Regions from separate parts of the Zea mays genome. Here region 1 is linked to region 2. Evidence: chromatin contacts called from public Hi-C data. All regions are on one chromosome and are shown on one strand. Each heading gives the region's core, a stretch centred on a gene start, on an enhancer-like site or on the middle of the called end of the contact. The rest is flanking DNA. Distances are from core to core; before and after follow the strand shown. Region 1 holds the start of LOC103633129 (Octicosapeptide/Phox/Bem1p (PB1) domain-containing protein / tetratricopeptide repeat (TPR)-containing protein). Region 2 holds the start of LOC100283139 (blue copper protein).

Evidence for each region. Hi-C and Micro-C count contacts between places; a contact is called where the count stands out from the background.
Region 1: a Hi-C map of tassel shows a contact between it and region 2, with 3 times the contacts expected there. The contact joins the promoter of LOC103633129 here to the promoter of LOC100283139 in region 2. A contact is called at or near these places in 4 of 25 Hi-C or Micro-C datasets (ear, endosperm, leaf and 1 more).

Annotation. Positions count from the first base shown.
Region 1 is chr7:152,268,152-152,273,368 of Zm-B73-REFERENCE-NAM-5.0, forward strand. It overlaps LOC103633129 (Octicosapeptide/Phox/Bem1p (PB1) domain-containing protein / tetratricopeptide repeat (TPR)-containing protein), which reads right to left and starts at 3,673. Exons shown (of 4, transcript XM_020540974.1): 1 at 2,967-3,673; 2 at 933-2,861; 3 at 280-500. The coding sequence starts at 2,847. The coding sequence ends at 352. It overlaps LOC100283950, which reads left to right and starts at 3,915. Exons shown (of 6, transcript NM_001156848.2): 1 at 3,915-4,290; 2 at 4,478-4,525; 3 at 4,642-4,704; 4 at 5,098-5,151. The coding sequence starts at 4,165.
Region 2 is chr7:151,901,867-151,906,859 of Zm-B73-REFERENCE-NAM-5.0, forward strand. It overlaps LOC100283139 (blue copper protein), which reads right to left and starts at 3,361. Exons shown (of 2, transcript NM_001156041.2): 1 at 3,014-3,361; 2 at 2,286-2,880. The coding sequence starts at 3,170. The coding sequence ends at 2,531. It overlaps LOC100382283 (putative protein phosphatase 2C 21), which reads left to right. Exons shown (of 11, transcript NM_001175033.1): 7 at 87-210; 8 at 281-357; 9 at 451-503; 10 at 1,747-1,801; 11 at 1,894-2,391. The coding sequence ends at 1,902. It overlaps LOC100285422 (transmembrane 9 superfamily protein member 4), which reads right to left. Exons shown (of 7, transcript NM_001158315.2): 7 at 4,505-4,993. The coding sequence ends at 4,786.

The DNA.
Region 1 (5,217 bases), core at 2,423-4,922, 370 kb after region 2:
TATGTTAAGAAAATATTTTTCTTGGAAAAAACACACAGCCAACTTGTGCACCACAAATTCACAATCAGATGACCACTACAACTGTCTTCAAAGCAAAGCACATCAATTGTCCCCCAAACCACATGGAATGGAAAAGATCCATTCCATAGTCACAAACATTTAATTAGAAAGTGCAAGGGGGCAGGTAAAGGAAAAATCAACAAATATCACAGTGCATAGTGCTTGTCGTATGAATAAAACTAATCTATTACAAGATAAAAATACAGTTATTGTACTCACCAAAAAAAGAGAAAAGTGTCACTGATAAAAAAGCATTGAAATCCAATATGATGTAGAACAACTTCATGAGTACTATATATGTTCAAGTGCAGTATGCAATTGTGGAACTCTTCGCCTAAATAATGGCTCAAGGCGAAATGATGGAACACCACGCAGCCACCGTTTAATGTCATACATTTCATTCCAGGCTTGAACAATTTCATCAATCTTGAAGCCCAAACCTACAAAGAAATTGGACAATCATAGTTAATACTTTCTCCACAGTAAGGGTGGGGATATGGAAACATTCAGCATAGCATACAACGCTCGACCACTAACAGTTACAGATTGTGCTATATAATCATCCTTTTCAGTTTTCACAATGTTCCCAAAAAAATGACCTCAAGGTAAAGAAATAAGCTGAAAGTGATTCAACACTTGATGAATGTGCAACATATAAACTTTTAAACAATGATAATAGGTGAACTCCCAACTGTAAAGGTCCAATAATTAATTTAACAAACTCAGTGGGACTACTACAAAGGATCCACAGAACAAATGGTATTCAACACAATTTAATTAACACTTTGCATAATCCCTTTACAATTCTTGTATTCTCCAGCAAAAATCAACAGTTTAGTTTTCACAGGACAAAAACAGTAAATTTATCTTACCATCTTGAGCAGTTTCATTGGCACAGTGGTTTTTCACCAGCACAGCAATATCTGTGGCAGAAGCTCCCCCAAGTTTGAACTTTTCAATAGCAGCCATCAAACAATCCTCCCACATTGGGAGACCTAATTTAAATTCCACAACTGAACGTTCATAAAGGAGCATACCCCATAAAATGTTTATCTGAGACCTTAAATTGGAAGCCTGTTCAGCCGCATCATCAGTGGATACATCCTTGATATACTCCTCCAAGCCCATCTTCTCTAGCACAATATTCTCCTGGCTAGGTTTAGATCGATTCTTCAGACGCTGTTCTTCCATTTCCTCCCACATCTCTATACCTTTCTCAATATTATCCTCAGCTTTATTGAAGAGCTCCAGAATTTCAGAAGAACAGCTGTCCAAATCTGCATTACTACCAATTGCATAGTACCATGACAGTTTTGCTTGTTCAAACTGCTGGTGCGCCAGTGCAAGGAAACCTTCAAAAAAGTCCGGCTTGGCCTTCACGGCATCTTCATATCTTGTTCCAGCCTTATTGTATTCGTCCCTTGCCCATTCATATGCTTCCTTCACCTGCTCAAGCACCAATTCACTTGGGGAATCTCCTGATAGCAACAATCTCTTCCTGGCCCGGGACATGTGAACATTACCCCAGTGGAAAAATGCAAGTGCTGCCATCTCCTGAAAGTTTCCCTCAGCAAGATGAAACACCTCCTGGGCTTCCTCAGTAGTAATAGTGTCCTCGATTGCCTCAGTGTAGAGCTTCATACTGACCTCATGGAGGTCCAGGTACTCATCAGAGCTAATCCCAACATGGTTCTTGAAAAGCCGGGCGAATTGCACAATCCAATCATCAATACAGGTCACAGTGCTCCTGTCCTCATCCTGCCTATTGCTTCTAATACTTCCATTATCCGAATTGCTGTTTACATTTCTCTCCATATTGGTGTCGTCAACATAAGGTTCATGTTCCGGATCAGCCTCGGTAACATACAGCCGAAGTGAGCTCCCAGCCTCAGCCAACTCCTCAGCCCATTTCAGCTCATCCTGGTTGGTGATTGTCACAAGATCACCCTCCTTGTCCTTGTACTTGACAAGAACAGCCTTCAGTCCAGGAAACTTGCTCCGGACGGCCTCGCGCAGCTGTGCCATGCTGCAGCTCGCCGGCACCTGAGCCCACCTTATGTCCTCCCCAAACACGAGTTTCACCTGCCTTGGCTGCTCCTCCACCTCCTCCTTGATAGCTTCCGCAATCTTCTGTTCATCGACCTCCTCCACAGCAGCAGCCGCAGCCTTGGCAGCGAACTTCCGTCCTCCCCTCTTCTTGCGCGGTTTCTGCTTGGGTGCAGCGGCCACCACCTCCTCCGGCGTGGGCATGATCTCCTTGTCGTCCAGAACGATTCCCTTCTCCTCCATAGTCTTCTTGATCCTGTCGGATACATCCAGCGCAGTAAGGTTGTTGGGCTCCAGAGCGAGCACCTTGTTGACGTCCCTGCACGCGAGGTCGAGCCTGCCCAGAGCCTCGAAGCAGCGCGCCCGCTTGAGCAGCGCCTTGGTGTACTTGGGCGACGCTTCGAGCGCGATGTTGCACTCGTTGATGGCTCGGTAGTAGTCGGGCGGGCTCATCTGCATGTAGCAGGCGGCGATGTTGCTGTGGAGGTAGGCGACGTCGGGGTGCGCCCGGGGCAGAAGCTTTATGGCCTTGTCGTAGTTGAGCAGCGCGCGGTCGTAGTCCCGGCGCTGGAAGAGCTTATTGCCCTCTTCCTTGTGCTCCTGCGCCATGTCCGTGAAGAGGGTCTCATCGCCGTCGAGGACCTTGGAACCAGACCGCTCCAGTGACGCCGGCTTGCCCCCGTGGTCGCCGGACTTGCCGCCGCCGGAGGCCCTCTTCTTCTTCAGCGACGGCTTGCCCATCTCCGGCAACAAATCTACAACCAAAAGGCTCTTCTCGCAATCAACAAACGCGGTCTCGGATCCTCAAAAAAAACTGCCAAATTAGACGGAAGCAAGGTGGAATTCCACAGAAATCTTACCTTTCTATTGCCAAACCCTGCCAAACGGACCAATTGAAAGCAACAATTCAAGAGCGCCGCTCCTCTCAAACCCCGACAGGAAGCAACCAAATCCCCAAAGCCTGGAGGAAGGCGAGGGGGGAGAGAAAAGCCAACTACCCCAAGTCAAAAGCAAGCGAAGGACAGAGTCACAGAACGGAAACCAACAAGGCAACGAAGACGCGGTCGGAGCAGCGAATCTGCCTCTTTCTCGTGCGTGCGGCTGGGGATTGACGAATTGTTGGGATGCGTGGAACGGAGTAAACGAACAAACTGCCAGTACAGTACGCTTAACGGCTCAGGCAAGGGAAATGAACAGCAAGGCAGCAAGCTTAAGCTTCTGGTCTACTAATCCTTTATCTTTCCGCTGGCGTGGTCTGGTCTCGTGGAGCAGGTAGTACTAAAGAACGAGAAATCAAGGCTCAGGCAGTGCTCCACTAATCTTTTTGATTAGCGTGTATGGTTGGTTTGTGGGAATGGCTACGCAGCTGCGGGTATGCGGGACCTGGTCGGCGTCGGCGGGCGCGTGTGGTGACAGCCAAGACGCGGGCGCCGCCTGCCGGCCGATGCGCTGGGTGTTCCAGTGCGTGTGGTTGTGGTGTGGAAGCAACAACGGTGGCGGTGGTTAACGCCGGACCGCCGATTGTGAGCGCGACATGCCCAAACGGGGCCGTCCACCCGTCCTGCGTCAGCTGTCAACGTCATGGGCTCATGGAAAAGTTAAACGAGCGCTAAGCCGCCGCCACCCCGCGGATTAGGTTAGGGTTTCCCGCCTCGGCTGCGTCGCGTTCACTCTCTTTCAACGCCGGGCCAGGCCGCGCCTCCCATTACCAAGTGGGAGTGGGTCGACTTCTATGAATGGGCCAGCTAGGCCCATTTGTTGGCCCACGTGCACCCTGACTTCTTGACTGGATGAGCCCCTCTCCGTGACGTGCGTCGACCAATCAGCGCGTGCCACGTCATGCTCGGGGCTCTCACCGACGTGCGGGCCCTAGCCCGTCGAGGAGGATCGGCACTGCACGGGCTCCGTAAGCACTTCCCGAGAAAAGGAAGACAGAGAAGGAAACTGCAGTGAAGTCGCCGGCGCCGCCGCGACAGGAGGAAGGAGCAGCAGCGGCAGGGGAGGCCCGGCGATCTCTTCTGCTGCGTGCGGCGAGGGAGTAAAAGGAGCCGCGACAGGATGCACTCCTTTGGGCACCGCGCCAACGCGGTGGCAACGTTCGCGGTCACCATACTGGCCGCGATTTGCTTCGCCGCCTCCTTCTCCGACAACTTCAACACCCCAACACCCACTGCCTCCGTTAAGGTACCACACCCCTCTTCCCTGCCCCACCGCGTCTCTCTAAATCCCGTCGAGCCCGCCCGCCTGCCTTGTGTCCGATCTCCGCTGGCGTATCTATCTTAGTTCGTGACTTCGAGCGTGGGCGGCTCGATCTGCTTGTACAATCTTCATGTGTCATGCTAACACGGTCCCCGTCGTTTGGGTTACACAGATCTTGAATCTAAACTGGTTCCAGAAGGAGGCCAACGGCAACGACGAGGTAAGTCATCTCCGTTTTTTTTTTGTGCAAATTATTCAGAGCTAACATCAGACTACTTGTGTCAGATATGTTCCTCGAATTTGTAACGATTGATTGCTCTGTCTTTCGTTCTTCAGGTTAGCATGACGCTGAACATTTCGGCCGACCTTTCGTCTCTTTTCACGTGGAACACAAAACAGGTAAATGTGTATTTCTGGTACTTCAGACCCTTCCCTTCATGGTCGCCATTCCCAGTTTCCACTAAGTTTTACTGCACTAGAAAGTATGGTTTTAGTTTTGTGTACGAGGTCAACACTGAAAAGTAAGGAATCCTCGAGCACAGGAAGTACTCTCTCCTTAATGTTTGTGTCTTTGAGCGAATGCGAATTTGAACCTGAGCTTTGGATAACTGTTAGAGTGTTCTCAGTTTGCACAATGGTCTATGAGAAATATAATGGGAATTTGCCAGAAAAATTCGGTGAATCATGATACATCTGTGCGACTAAATCTCTAATGCACCTGATCTATTAGTGCTGCTCAAGCGAAACTTTAAAAGATCACTGCTTAACTTTGCTTTTATTGCATGCTTATAGGTGTTTGTTTTTGTGGCAGCAGAGTATGAGACTCCACAGAATGCTTTGAATCAAGTAAGTTTGTCAATTATTATTCTTCGTGAGTCCATATATTACTTGTGGTTCTGTAATGTGGGCCAT
Region 2 (4,993 bases), core at 2,111-4,610:
TAGATTTTCTAAATATGGTTTTAGCTCGATTGCCAAACATTAATAATAATGCCAGAATATCTTTTGCATACTCATCTGTTCTGCAGGCTTACAATTTGTCAACAGATCACAAACCAGATCTTGAGGAAGAGAGGGAGAGGATTTTGGGTGCTGGTGGATTTGTTGTTGCCGGACGGGTCAATGCAAGTCTGAACTTATCTAGGGCAATAGGTATTTACTCTTTTTGAAGCAGGTATTGTTGTGTTGTTGCATTCAACCTTATTTATTTAATTTCCTCTAGGTGACATGGAACTGAAGCAAAATGACCTCCTGCCAGTGGAGAGGCAGATCGTGACAGCTGAACCTGAATTGAAAACAGTGGGTTTTGGTGACCCTTTCTATCAGTATTTTTTCTTGAAACCTTGAACACAAATACACAATTTACTAAGGGTTGCTTTGGCTTCTGATCAGGTCCAGCTCTCGGAGGATGATGAATTCATTGTTTTAGCTTGTGATGGAATTTGGTATGCTTTATATTTCTCTACTGAATGTAAATTTAATATAACTCAATTGTTTTCTTCTACTAGTATTTGTTTGCATTCATTTTTGTTGTGTTACCAAAATAAACAAACTATCTACATGAGGTACATCATCCTTGAAGAGAGGATGCCATAATTGGCTTCCTTAGTTTTCATGTATTATAATTACTCTGGGTAAGAGATAATGAAATCACTCTTTTGTCATGGCTGTGTGTGGAATACTACATGAACAATTTCGATGATGTTTATCATTCAATCAATCATAGAAAATCCTGAATACACAATTATGAACTGGCCAAGGGTGCTTAATGTTCTTCGGGCAAAAGCATCTTATTGACCATGGACTTATTAGCTTAAAAATCCCTATTTCAGGGCAGAGGGAGTAACTCACAAACCAGGCTTTGCAGTTTCTGATATGTAACTAAGTAAAGCAGAACACCTGCAAATTGTCATACAAATACTGTATCAAATGAGTAATCAGCTTGCGTATCTAATCTGTATTTGTGATGCCACACATATTTTGGATTTGAGCTAATTCCTTAGAAGTAGCACACTAGGGTTTGCAGTTGTTGATATCTAAACTGTTTATAGATATATGTATGTTGTATCCATGTTGTATACAATTAATGAATTTCTAATTGACAAACCTAGTACCAGAGGCTCCCACATGAGTCGAGTTTGGTGCAGGGATAAACTGAGGCAAGTCTTTCCCCTCAAATGCATAGAGACTGCTTCGAACCCGTGAGCCGTGACCTAGTGACTTAGTGAGATAGCTCTCACCACTACACCAGGCCCACCCTTCCTATTAAAATTATAATTGGGAAATGTTTATTTGTTTTGCATACATTAGCTAGATAGTTAGATTGACACGGTGGGCATGTCAAATAAAGTTGCAATCTATAGTTCTTTTCGAGTTCGAAATATTGTGCATTGAGCCGCGCGATATTGGACCCCCACCGAAAAAAGGAGACTGATGGACACTCTTGAGCTCCATTGCAGTTTGAGTGCATAAGGCATCGATGGTTCCACACAAATAGAATTAATCCATGATAGACAAGCAGATCCCTGGTCTTTAGGTTGGAAACTGATACTTTGGTTACAAGTATCCATGTTGCCATGGATAATTTTGGAATCCATGCTTTGATTTTAGATTCAATTGGTGAACCCCACTAGTGCTGTTACTCTGCTTATTGTATTGTCGTTGCTGAACATTTTTTTCTTCATACAGGGATTGCATGTCAAGTCAAGAAGTAGTTGATTTTGTACATAAACAGCTAAAGACCGTAAGTGGAGCACACTGTTGTGTTTGATACCTTTACACTTTAAATTGTTCCCTCATGCGCCTAATAACTTAACAGGAGGATAAGATATCTAGTGTGTGTGAGAAGTTGCTCAACCGCTGTGTGGCACCTACATCTGGTGGCGAAGGATGTGATAACATGACGGTTATTGTGGTTCAATTCAAGAAACCAGCTTTAGCTGTTGCTACTTCTAGCGCTGAGCAGTCTGCTACCACTGCAGAAGGGATGCGGCCCAAGTAAGCTTTCCTTTGACTGAAGCTACTACACTAGCAGCGTTTGAAATCTCAGCGTTGTAAAATCCCAAGTTATTCTTTCAGAATTTGAGTTGCCTTTGTGAACAGCGAGGTCGATGGCCCAGATTACCCCCCGAAGTAGGCGTTGAGTGGCACACCGTGCTGTGGAGCTCTAACCGGTGGATAATAGACAAAAAAGGATAGTGAGGTGGTGTATATAAGAAAAGGGATTCTATTCGACAATCTCTTATAGGGTTTGTTGCTTCCTTCTTTCTAGTGTTCAGAGTCGTCGCAACCTGTAATACATGGCATGTTGGTGCTTAAATTGGTTTTTTTGTGAAATGCATTGATGAGTTGTCGGAAGGGTAGTTTAGCTTCTCAAGCAGATTTGCTTGCAGAAAAGTGAAAGATCCGAATGAGATGGGAGCAAAAACAAAAATACTAGAACAATGTTCAGTGAATGCATGGAATAAGGCTCCTAGCAGAAAGCAGCCACTGCAGCTGCGGCGACTGCGAGCGTCGCCAGCCACGCGGCGCTCCTGGTCCCGAGCGCCGCCGCGGCGGCCTCTTCCTGTGCGCCGGTGTCCGCATGGCTGCTGGAGCCCTTGGAGGTAGCGTTGTGCGGGAGCGGGTGGACAGTGATGGCGACCTTCATGCCTTGCAGGCAGAAGCCGTTGCCGCAGACAAAGTAGTAGCGGCGGGCGGCGGGGAGTGGGATGAAGTCCTTGCCGGAGGTCCAGTTGCCGGCGACCCCAGCCATGGTGCAATTGTCGTACCCCGTCTCGTTCACCTCGAACACGTTATGCGTCCCCTTCTGATACCGGAACGCTGCACAGCAACATTGCGGTGTTAGCAGCAATCAGGGCTCCAACGGGAGCCTCACCTCGCTATGAAATGAAATGGATCTAATACGGCAGCCAGAAGGGCCTAGAATTTCTTGTTTGGATGAGGAGGGCCTTACAGATGAGGTCGCCGACGTAGAAGGTCTGGTTGCCGGACCAGAGGGAGTAGTTGATGTTGGGGTTCCACCCATGGTTGGCCCCAACGATGTGGTCCGTGCCGGCGGAGGGACCAAGCGCGAAGCCGGCAAGCACCGCGGCGACAAGGAGCCACGACATTGCGGCTGCGGTGCGAGCACCACGTTGGGGAGACGGCCGTGGTTATGTGAGCAGAAGAGCGAAGAGGAGGCAGAGAGCAAGTGAACTGCGGCGGAAGTGCTGTCGTACAGTCAGTGGGCGGACCGGCGTAGCCGCGTAGGAAAGGAGACAGGACACAGGAGCCCGGCAGCAGCACCAATTATATCGCTAGTGTCAGCCCCGAGCCCGACTCGAGTATGGTTTTGCTGCGGAGTGTGGGTGTGGCCCGCTTTTTTTGTTGGGGCACCACGGATTTCAGCAGATTTGGCGGGAATTGAGCCCTTTATACGCGCCATGACTGGTTCCCTGGCGAGTGGCTAGGCCCCTGAGAGTCAGTTCGAACGTGACGGACTGCTGCAAACAGCAATGCAGCAGGCATCTGCCGAGCCTGAGAGAAGCAACTTCCCAGGTTTCTCCATCCCATGGCACCCTTTCATTTCATTTCCCCATGTACACCAATGGCGAAATCAGGTTGGGAAATTTGATGATTAATTATGGCTGATTTGGTGATCAAAGAATTAGAGAAAATCCATGAGAGAAGAATCTCCTTGCTAAGAGCTAGTTTAGTAATCTCATTTTTAAGCGATTTTCAATTTTCTAAGAGAAATGAATTAATTTCTACTGGAAAAAATTGAAATCACTTGCAAAAAAATGGGGTTGAGAACTCCATTCTGGGATTTTTATTTCCCAAAAAAACAAACTAATTTAGTTTGAGAAAATAGAAATCACTATTCCTAAGCAAGGAGATTTCTCCCATATAGATGTCCTCCAATTCTCTGATCATCAAACCAAACCAACTCTTACTGCCTAATACCTCAAGCAGGCATAGTGACTTAATGATAACACTCAACTTTTAAAATGCCAGCATTCGATTCACAGCACAACAAATGAGCATTGCTGGAACAAAGATTTTTGCAAGTCAAAGCGCCAGCTCTGATCTCTAAGGAACTGAGGTTACATTCTTGCCAATTGCTATTGAATTGGAATTTACTTAATAATATAGGTCATTTAGTTTAGAATTTGGCATTCTACCACTTTCCAAAGTTTAGAGATAAATCTAGGGAGATTGATTTTATGTATCACTAATCTACATTTTTTTACTCGGTAACTTACAACTCGGCTCACTCCTCTATAGTATAACTGAAGTACATAAATATTTATCCCATGTGACCAACAATAATATACAAATATATTCTGCATAAAACCATATTAGCTTAATTAATCTATATCTAAATTTACTATTCAATTCCAGGATCCAAACGGTGGATTTCATACTGGTCTTGGAGCCCTACAGTAATTCACCGGTACAAGCATATACCTGTCACAATGAATTTAATTTATATAGAGCCCCACAAAAAAATTTGTCACAAGGTACAGCCTCATCATAATGTGTTTACCCTTATATTTTTCAGTTCCAAATCACTAAAGTGTATAACCTGACAATAACAAAACATAAACCATCTGTAAACTAAATCCTAAACAGTAAAATTTTCCTGAAAACCTTCAAAAAAAGGAGGGGGGGTAATTCCCCAATCCACATTAATCATACAATTATCTTGACTCCATTGAAACATGTGCTGTTCTGTCATCTTGGCACCTAATCGATCTTCACTGAAGAGTAAATCAACCTAGTGAACCAGAAGCAGGCGCAGAAACCAATTGTGCCAGTCAGCACGAAGAAGGCATATGAGGCGAGAAGCATGTAGCCGAAGTACAAGATGCCAGACACCAGCTTAGTGATCTGCAGTTTCGTGAAGAAGTAGAAACCAGCGTACAGGAAGAGATACAGGGCGGAGGATCCTGAG